2 separate regions of the Mus musculus genome follow, and region 1 is linked to region 2. Evidence: chromatin contacts called from public promoter capture Hi-C data. All regions are on one chromosome and are shown on one strand. The core of a region is the stretch at or near the end of the contact, and the rest is flanking DNA. Distances in the headings are between cores, read along the strand shown. Region 1 holds the start of Slc25a5 (solute carrier family 25 (mitochondrial carrier, adenine nucleotide translocator), member 5). Region 2 holds the start of Sowahd (sosondowah ankyrin repeat domain family member D).

The links. Capture Hi-C pulls out chosen DNA fragments and counts their contacts.
Region 1: a promoter capture Hi-C map of adipose tissue shows a contact between it and region 2. The contact joins the promoter of Slc25a5 here to the promoter of Sowahd in region 2. A contact is called at or near these places in 11 of 39 promoter capture datasets (the 3T3-L1 cell line, 3T3-L1-derived adipocytes, the C10 cell line and 7 more), 1 of 484 Hi-C or Micro-C datasets (embryonic fibroblasts), 5 of 115 datasets of contacts at active chromatin or transcription factors (the 230-238 cell line, embryonic stem cells, large pre-B cells and 2 more) and 1 of 9 other capture datasets (adipose tissue).

Annotation. Positions count from the first base shown.
Region 1 is chrX:36,792,606-36,797,233 of GRCm38.p6, reverse strand. Slc25a5 (solute carrier family 25 (mitochondrial carrier, adenine nucleotide translocator), member 5) reads right to left here and starts at 1,637. Exons shown (of 4, transcript NM_007451.4): 1 at 1,393-1,637; 2 at 1-391. The coding sequence starts at 1,503.
Region 2 is chrX:37,046,707-37,051,427 of GRCm38.p6, reverse strand. Sowahd (sosondowah ankyrin repeat domain family member D) reads right to left here and starts at 2,583. Exons shown (of 1, transcript NM_173779.4): 1 at 1,010-2,583. The coding sequence starts at 2,504. The coding sequence ends at 1,521.

The DNA of each region.
Region 1 (4,628 bases), core at 388-2,887, 250 kb after region 2:
CAGATTTGTAGATCTTAACCAGGCAGTCACCAAGGCCTTTGAATTCCCTTTCAGCTCCAGCTTTGCCCACATCAGCTGCTAGACGGGTACGGGCAAAATCAAGAGGGTACACAAAGCACAAGGATGTAGCCCCAGCGGCACCACCTGATGCCAGGTTCCCTGCAAAGTAGCGCCAGAACTGGGTCCTCTTGTCCACACCACCCAGAAAGATCTGCTTGTATTTATCTTTGAAGGCAAAGTTGAGAGCCTGGGTGGGGAAGTATCTGATGACATTGGCCAGGTTCCCACGCCAGAAGGACAGGACTCCCTGTTCCTTGGGGATACGAACCACGCAGTCTATGATGCCCTTGTATTGCTTATCTGCCGTGATTTGCTTGCTGGCATGCTGCACCTGATGGATAGGAAGAAGGCAATAGGGACAGTTATAATCACAGAGAAGGGGAAAGGGAAGAACACACACATAAAATCGTTAAGGTTCGTTCCCCTTTCTCCAAATCTAGCTTTCAGAATCACATGAGCTGGACAATTCTAACTGCTGACACTACTGGGGGGCGTAGGGGAAGTGTTTAAGAATTGAGCAGCACCATCAGAAGTAGTAAGTCTCGACTTCTGTGAGTGAGGCACCCTCAAGCGTACCTATGACCTTTAGACCAGGAAGAAAGGTCATTCCTTCCAGATCAGGTTCAGAAGCATTAGGGTGGGACCTGCATAGGACACGGTCACCTTGGTGACCAGTCAACTTCTCTAGTCTCCGGAGCTGCTCCCTTTCCGCCCCACCCCCACTCCTGTCGGGAGGGGTGGCGGTGACGACGACTAAACGCTCGCCCGCGAGCGCCCCCTAGAGGCAGTGCGCGGCGAGCGCGCGGCAGGAAGGCTGGCGAGGGGCTGCGCGGGGGCGGACGTAGCCGGCACATGCTCTTCCCGGCGTCCACTTCCGGCCTGCCGGCCGGCGAGCCCACACCGCGTTGTTCGCCGGCTGCGTGGCCGCAGAACCGGTCCGCGTGGCCTGCCCAAAGCTGTAATCTCCTTGCCGTGACCTTGAGGTTTTCGGTCAGGCCAGGTACTCTGTTTTCCAGCGCCTGCTTTCAGGCCTATTGCCCTTGCCTCTAAATCCGGGCTAGACAGAGCCTCTCGGGCAACCCCATCCTAGTTCTCTGTGCCGGGGATGGCCCTGAGCGCCTCTGGTCCCTCTGGTCCCGACCACTTGCGACACTCAAACTCCAGGTCCTTAAAGGCGCCTTCCTCCCGGTTGCCTTTCGATCTGACACTGGCTAGGCCCGGCCTTCACCTTGCCCCCAAATCTAAAGACTGAGCCCCACTTTTCCGCTAGGGTACCCCCTTTCTGTGCAGATCCTTTACTTCCTGCCTGGGCCCCTCGATCTCAGAACGTACCTGCAGCAGCAGCTTGACCCTCTCGATGGGTGCTACCGCTGTCTTGGAGATGGCTGCGGCCACTCCACCGGCCAAGAAGTCCTTGGCGAAGGACACAGCGGCATCTGTCATGTTGAAAGCAAAAAAAGAAGAGGCAGGCGAGTGCGGGACAGGGCTGGGTTGACAACCGGCTTTGACTCCCGGGCTCTGGGGCGGAGCAAAGCAAATGGCCGACTTATATAGCGGCAGCCAGGCGGTGAGCTGCCGGCGTAAGGGGCGGGCCAAGGCGGGCGCCCAGTACTGGCGCGCGGAATGGCAGAGCTGCTGAGTGGCTCGGGACACGCGGGAGGAGCCTGGGAGGTCGCCCTGTCAGCCTCGCTTGCCCTTGGCACCTGATCAGGCCAGAGTAAGAAAAGGCTGCAAGGAGTACCTACAACTGGGGGACCTGGACCCTAAGAAGTGTCAGGGAATAGCGAGGAAGGGTGAAGATAAGTGCCCAAACGACAAGACAAGCAAAACAAACAAACAAACAAACAAACAAACAAACAAAAAACAAGAAAAACCAACCCAGGCCTAGGGTGAAGACGATTCAGACAGACAAAACCTCCCCAAACTTAAGGAATCGAGATAAATATCTAATGGTATGTTAATCGATTTCATTCAAACACACTTAAGGTCTGCAGTTCACTCACCCATTTTTGTAACGAAAATTAATTGTAGAACCAGGACTGGAATTACAGTGAGGTACATGAACCAAGGTCATACTAGTACAGGATGGGATCCCTGTCTGTCAAGTTCTTAACATTAACAATCCAAGGATTTTTGCATTGGTTTTGAGTTTTTAAAACATCACATTATACATGAAATTCATTTATCTTGGTGGCTGAGGGGTTCTGTGTCAAGTTCTGTGAACTTCACTACCTAGACCTGACACTGCTTTGAACAATGTCTTCAGAGCCAGAGAAAACTGAGGTACCTACCAGCAGGATGCGATCCCGGCAGCATACCCCAGACTGAGGTACCTACCAGCAGGGTGCGATCCTGGCAGCATACCCCAGACTGGTTTGCAAATAGCTTAACAAAGATCTTTCAGGGAATTGGCCTTGGAAAGTCCAAAGGACAGACTCAAGGTGAGGAAATCATTTTAATTGGAAGCCAAATACAGAGCACACCCAGAAGGATAAGAGGCTGAAAAGGTTAACATTGCAGTTGGCAGTTGACTCCAGACACCAAGTAAAGTGCTCTTCGATTGTTAGATTGCTGAACTCCCACGGTAGTGGCAATGGACCTGTGTTCCCTGAGCCCCTTAATGCTGAGCCGAGTAAATATTTGCTACAAACGACCTGAAGATCAGGAATCCTCCCTCATGTTCAGGACAGAAGCAGATAATGTGATCACCAAACTGCTTTCTAAACAACCAGTGTTTATTTTATAGAAATAAAGGCGTCAGTTGAAAACTTAGCTGCATCTGACCCATAGGTGTCCAACCTTCAAAATTCCCAAAGGTGAAATGCCAGTGTACCTGTCCATGCTTAAGACATAGTAGATGTTTTAGTTAGGGCTTCTTTGATTTCTGTGATAAAACACCGTGACCCAAAACAACTTCAGGAGAGAGGGCTTATTTCATCTCTTTTTTTAAGGTTTACTTGTGATATGTAAATATACTGTAGCTGTCTTCAACACACCAGAAGAGGGCATCAGATCTCATTACAGATGGTTGTGAGCCACCATGTGGTTGCTGGGATTTGAACTCAGGACCTCTGGAAGAGCAGTCAGTGCTCTTAACCGCTGAGCCATCTCCGCAGCCCAGGCTTATTTCATCTTACAGCATGTAGTCCAAGCTGTAAGCAAGAACTCAGATAGGAAACCTAGAGGCAGGTGTTGCAGAGGCTTTGGAGGAGAACTGCTTACTGGCTTGCTCCCAATGGCTTGCTCAGCATGTTTTCTTGTAGCATGCCCACCAGCCCAGTGGTGGCCCCACCCACAATGAGCCGGGCCTACTCATATCAATCATCAAACAAGAAAGTGCACCACAGGGTTACCCAAGGGTCAGCCTGGTGAAGGCATTTTCTCAACTGAGCTTTCCTTCTCAGATGACGCCAGCTTGTGTCAAGTTGACATAAGACTAGCCAGCACAGTCACTTGCCCTCTCCTACCTCTATATCTGTCCACTTACAGCTTCCTCGAGGGTTTCAGGCCCTTCTAAGGGTAGAGTTTGTTACTTGTTAGCTCCAAGCTACTTAACAATACAAAATCATGGACACATTCCATATAGGGGTTCCAAGGCACATTCTCCTTTTCCTTAGAAGTTTCTGTGAACTACCTTATTTGAGCCAGTATGTCTACTACTTGCATGTGAGACCTGTGCTCTAGTGCGGAGCTACAATCCCAGCCCCTAGGTTTTTATTTGATACTAATAGCATAGTAATAATGAGTTCCATCATCACCTCTTTACACATGTCTGTCATATAGGTTGCTCATATCTACCCCTCATTACTCCCTTTCACTGGTTCCTACCATCTTCCTTTACCATCTTCCTTTATACATTTGTGCCATTTATGTACACACACACAGACACATTTAAACCCAGATTCTACATATGAGAAAAAGCTGCAACATTCATCTTTCTGAGTCTGCCTTATTCCACTTAACAAGATGGCCTCAGAGTACATTTGTTTTCCTGCAAATAACATAGTCTTCTTCTTCTTCTTCTTCTTCTTCTTCTTCTTCTTCTTCTTCTTCTTCTTCTTCTTCTTCTTCTTCTTCTTCTTCCTCCTCCTCTTCCTCCTCCTCCTCCTCCTCCTCCTCCTTCTTCTCTTTTTCCAGAGCTGAGGACTGAACCCAGGGCCTTGCGCTTGCTAGGCAAGCCTCTACCACTGAGCTAAATCCCCAACTCCAATTTTGTTCTTCTTTAAAGCATAATAAAATTTCATTGTCAGACACATAGCTGGCAGACTTTTGCTCCCGTTCTGTGGGCTGCCTGTCTGTTCACTCTGTACATTGATTCCTTTGCTGTGAAGAAGCCCTTTAACTTCCTGCAGAGTCTTTTGTGTGAATTCTGGATTCTGTTTCTTAGCCATTGGGGTCCTTTTCAGAAAGTTCTTGCCTGTGCCTACATCTTGAGGTGTTTTCCTCTAGCGGATTTATAATTGCAGGTCTTACATAATATAATGTCTTTGCTTCATTTTGAATTGCTTTCCGTACAGATGAGAACAGTGAATCTAATTCCATTTTTTCTTCATGTGGATATCCAGTTC
Region 2 (4,721 bases), core at 1,334-3,833:
TAAGCAAAAGGAAATGACAGGTTACACTGTACCAATATATCTAAGGTGTAGTTCCTAGAGACACTGGGTAGGCTAAAACAGCAGTAGGAGGGGGTTGGGTCATCCTGTGGATAAGAAGAAACGTCAGGGTCATTACAGGAAAGTAGGGCAGCTCCTAGCACAGGAGGGACAAAGAGGCTCATGAGGCAGGGGTGGGGAGTCCTGGATGTATGGGCTCAGGGGAAGGTTTATGGGCTGTTCTGTAATGACTTAGTTTGCCCCTGGTGTTCAAAGACTGGGCTGAGGGGCTGGGAGTCTATTGAAATGCTCTGAAAGCATCCAGGGATCCAGCAGTTTTTCAAAGCACTGTTCCATAAAGCAGCACAACTCTCTAGTCACCATCTATCCACCCCCCTCTACACACACACACACACACACACACACACACACACACACACACTTCAGCTGAATCAACTCTCCTGTGCTCTGCTTCATTCACACTGTTTCTGAATGGGAGCAATTTTCCAAAACTACAACTTTCATATTACACTTAACTCAAAAAACCAAAAAGAACCATGGATGAGAGCCAGGCACGCTTGAATGAGGAAAGCCCTGTCTCTACTGAGTGGGCGTGTCTCTTTGGAGACCACAAGGCAGCTCAATTGCTGATGCACAATGAACTATCGAAAATATAAGTCTGATGGCTTTCCCTTTTCATTAATTACCCTTGGGCCTCCCTCCAGGACAACTCTTCTAGGATGAGACATGCACTTAAAGCCAGATGTGGATGCCAGGGCTGAGGGAGCAGGGGGGCGGGGGGGGGGGGACTGTGTATCTCTGCTCAGAGCCAGGGTGAATGGCATTCCTTTGGTGCAGGGCTTCTGACCATTTTCCCAGAGAATGAAGCCCAGAGCCCGCCACAGAGCACTAGCTTCAAGGAATTGATTGCTACCCTCTTTCCTGCAAATGGAAGTAGGTCCCCTTTACCCCATGGTTAATGAGAAAAAAAAAGACACTCAAAGACAGCTTTGTTATGTGGGGTGAAAATCCCCTTTAATGTACTTAAGAACTCATTCATGATATATTAGACTCTATGAGACTGCTCAGGCCTGGCCAGTCTCAGGAGCAGGTTGCCAGAGGCTAACTCTACCAGCACATGGGGATATTTTAGCAGCAGACCCAGGCCGGCAGGTATTAGGCATTTGCTCTGCATCAATAGTTTACAGTCTTAATTTTTTTTTAATGTTTTCAATCTACCCGGAAAAGTCCACTAGAAGCTTAATTTAGCCCTCCTTCTCTTCCAAGGAGGATCACGAGCCCCGTTCCAAATGTCCCAAGTCCCACAGTATTGGAGCTGGGTACCAGGGCCAGCCTGGTTCTTTGGTCTCTTTCTCTATTGATGTGACAGTTAGCTAGCTACAGGAGACCTGGGACAGGACTAGGGCCCCAGATGTGGTCAGTGTACCCACTGCATCAGAGGAGCATCTGCTTGGGTGGGGTCAGGAACAACCTAAGAATGAGTTCTCTAGTCCATGTCATCTTCAACGATTCTGGGTGAAGGGGAACAGATAGCGCCGAAGGCAACGGCCTTGTCCTTCCTGGGTGCTTGATGCCTTCTTCTCTTTGACGGGCTGAGACGCCTCTTTGTAGTGTACTCCCGTGGACTTGATGCACGATGCACTTGGGGTGCGTTTCAGCCACCGAGAGGTGGTGGTAGTAGTGGTGGTAGTGCGGCTGCTGTTGTTGTTAGCGTTTTCGCGCTTCCTGTCGCGTTCAATCTCCCACTCTTCTGCCCCGGACAGCTCCCGGAGGTTCAGAGATGCATCGGGCCGCAGATAGTGACAAGGTCGATTGCCACTGTGATCTCGACGCGAGGGGTCAGCACCCAGGGCTCCCACCAGCACCTTGATGACCATATCATGGCCTTGCAGAGCCGCCAGGTGGAGTGGCGTGAGGCCACCGCTGCCAGGGGCGCTCACATCAAACGGCAGTCCCCGGCGCCTGGCAAAATCGTGCAATAGAATGAGTTCCTCGTGGCGCCCGTGCTTGGCCAGCCAGTGCAGGACGCTGTAGCCTGTGATAGGGTCCTCCCGCATCAGCAAGCTGGGCTCAGCCTCCAGCATCTCCAGCAGCACTTCAAAACGGCACTCGGCAGCCGCCAGAATCCACGCGTGCTCCCGCGGCTCAAGGCACACTCGGCTGCTGCCCTGTCCGCTGGAGCGGCGGGACCCAGGCACAGCGGGCTCCAAGTGCTCCTCCGACAGCCACCCGGCGGGAGCCGCCCCCTGCAGCCCCAGCAGCTCCCGCAACTCCCCACGCCGGCGCGCCCAGCTTGCCCCGCTCACGGTCAGGGCGCTGTGGAAGATTCGCTCCTGGGACAGGTTGGCACTGTCCCTGACGGCTTGTACTTTGTACCTGCCAAGGCAATGGTTGTCCTTGATCTGCGGGTCGCTGGGCGCCTCCGACTCGGCCGGCCTGTTCGAGGCTTTGGGCAGCGGGTTCCCGTCTTCTAGGGCCTGGGCCATGATCTTCCAGGTCCCGCCTGGGTGGCTCCGGGGTCTAGCGTTCGTTGGCCTTCCAAGGGCCCCACAGGGAGAGGAACTGGAGCTGGCGGTGGGGAAGGAAGCGTCTTGAGCAACTGGACTCCGAGGGAGGGAGCGAAGAAGGGGAGGAGAAGGACCGGTGGGAGGGAACAAGCCAGGAGAGGTTGCCTTTGTGGGCGGTGGGGGGCGTGGAGGGCTGGGCCGTCCAGTTGCGTCCCCTGCACCGGCCAGGCGTCTACATTCTGGGGACCAGTTCACCAGGAGCGCGGCGACCTCAGGACGCGACCCGCTCTACTCCAAGAGGCCAGGTGAGCAGTAGCCCGGCTTCCCGCACCTGACTGGCGAACTAGGGAGAGTGTGGGGCGGGGTACGTGCTGCTCTGGTCACTCCGGTTCTCAGCATCCCTGCAGCTGCTGGGGTGAAGAGGTCCCAGGTCGCCTCTTCGTCTGTGGATTGATCTGGGCTTCCCGTGACAGTCTTCAGGAGCGCGATCTTGGAGCATCAGGGGCGATCGCTCCCCCACCCTCTCTTCTTTCACCCTTTTCGCATCAGGAATCTTTTTGCACTTTGTCCCTATGCTCCTTCTCCCTAAGGCTTCAGGGAGGCAGCCTAGCCCCTCTGACTCAGGCTCGTCTATCCTGCTCTTTCTGTAACCTTGACCTTCTGCACAGCAGCAGCAGCAGCAGCAGACGCAGGAGCGCTGTCGGGGATTCCTGCTGAGAAACTTGAAACCAGGGATATGGTCAGAGAGGTATTCCCCAGAGCACAACCGCAGATCTCTGCCTGATTCTGCCTTCTTCCTTCATTACTTCTCTGGGTGGGTTTGAAAAAGCATCTGCAGGTGAGTCGGACCCAGCGCCGCAGACACACAGCTTCATTCATCTCTGATATTTCCTTAAGAAACTTGCTGATGTTAGTAAACGCATAGCTTCTAGTTTTTAGAAAAAGGTCCATAGTTTATCTTTTTATTCCAGCATTAGACTATTCTTAGTCTTTCCGTTTATCAACGGATGATTTTACTGTTTGCTTAATTTTTGTTTATATCTTTGAGACAGGCTGGCCGGGAACTACAGGTGAATCCCCCTGCCTCCGATCCCAAGAGACAACAGTTCTTATATTTTGGAAGCGGGGTCTTATGCGGCCAAGGCTGGCCTGGAACTCAATATGTAGCCAATAATGTTGGATTTCTGATCTTTCTCTGTCTTCCTCTCATGTGTTGGGAATGCAGAGGTGCCCATCCCTTGAGACAGTCGTTCTTACCCCCTCTCCTCACAGTGTTAAGGCACTCACTCTGCCTGCAAGCTAGAGGGAGCTACACCTTTTGAACCTGGGAGGGACACAGTCATGATTCAGGATGTGTTTAGAATATGATGTTGAGAGAAGTAGAGGCGGAAGCCAGAGTATTGAAGCAGTCCAGATCAGGATGGGTGGCGACTGAGGCCAAGCCAGCCCTCTCATCTGGGACTTACTGTGGCACCAGCCATGGACTGTGTCAGACGGTGACTTTTCCTCCTTGCTGTTCAAATATTTAGGGCCAGCTCTAAATATCTTGAGTGTTCTTTTGTGACAGTATATGAATTTTAACCTAATTTAAAAATATTTACTCTGTGCTAGACATTGCCAGATGCCTGATATGTGTTACTTCTTAGTTCTTCCCCCCATGGTCTTAGGGGCGAATAATGATTTCTACTTTCAGTTTGCAGAGAACTTAGACCACTTGCCCAAGGTCACCCAGCAGGAAGTAGCAGAGTAAGTGTGTGTGACACGGTAGCCTTTGTTCTGGCACAAAGAGACTGCCATTCAAGCCAGGTTTATCTGCTGCAAAGCACTCACACAAGCACCAAATTGCAGCCAAATGGCTGAGCCAGACCTAGGTGAAGCTTGCTCTTATCTCTCACTTGTCCTTCTCTGCCTAGGCCACCCTCTTTTCTCTCTTTTAAGTTAATTAGTTGATTTTCGGTGCTTTTTATATAACCCAGCTTGGCTTTGATCTCCTGATCCTCCTGCCTCCACCTTCCAAGTGGTGGAATTACATGCCTCTGTCACCATGCCTGGCTGTGTTTTGGTTTTGAGATAGGATTGTTTCACCTAGTTCCAGCTACCCTGTAACTCACTGTATAGTGCTGACTGACAGGTCTGGCACTCCCAGCAATCCCCCTGCCCCAGCCTCCCCTTTCCTTCACACTGTGTCTGGTAAAG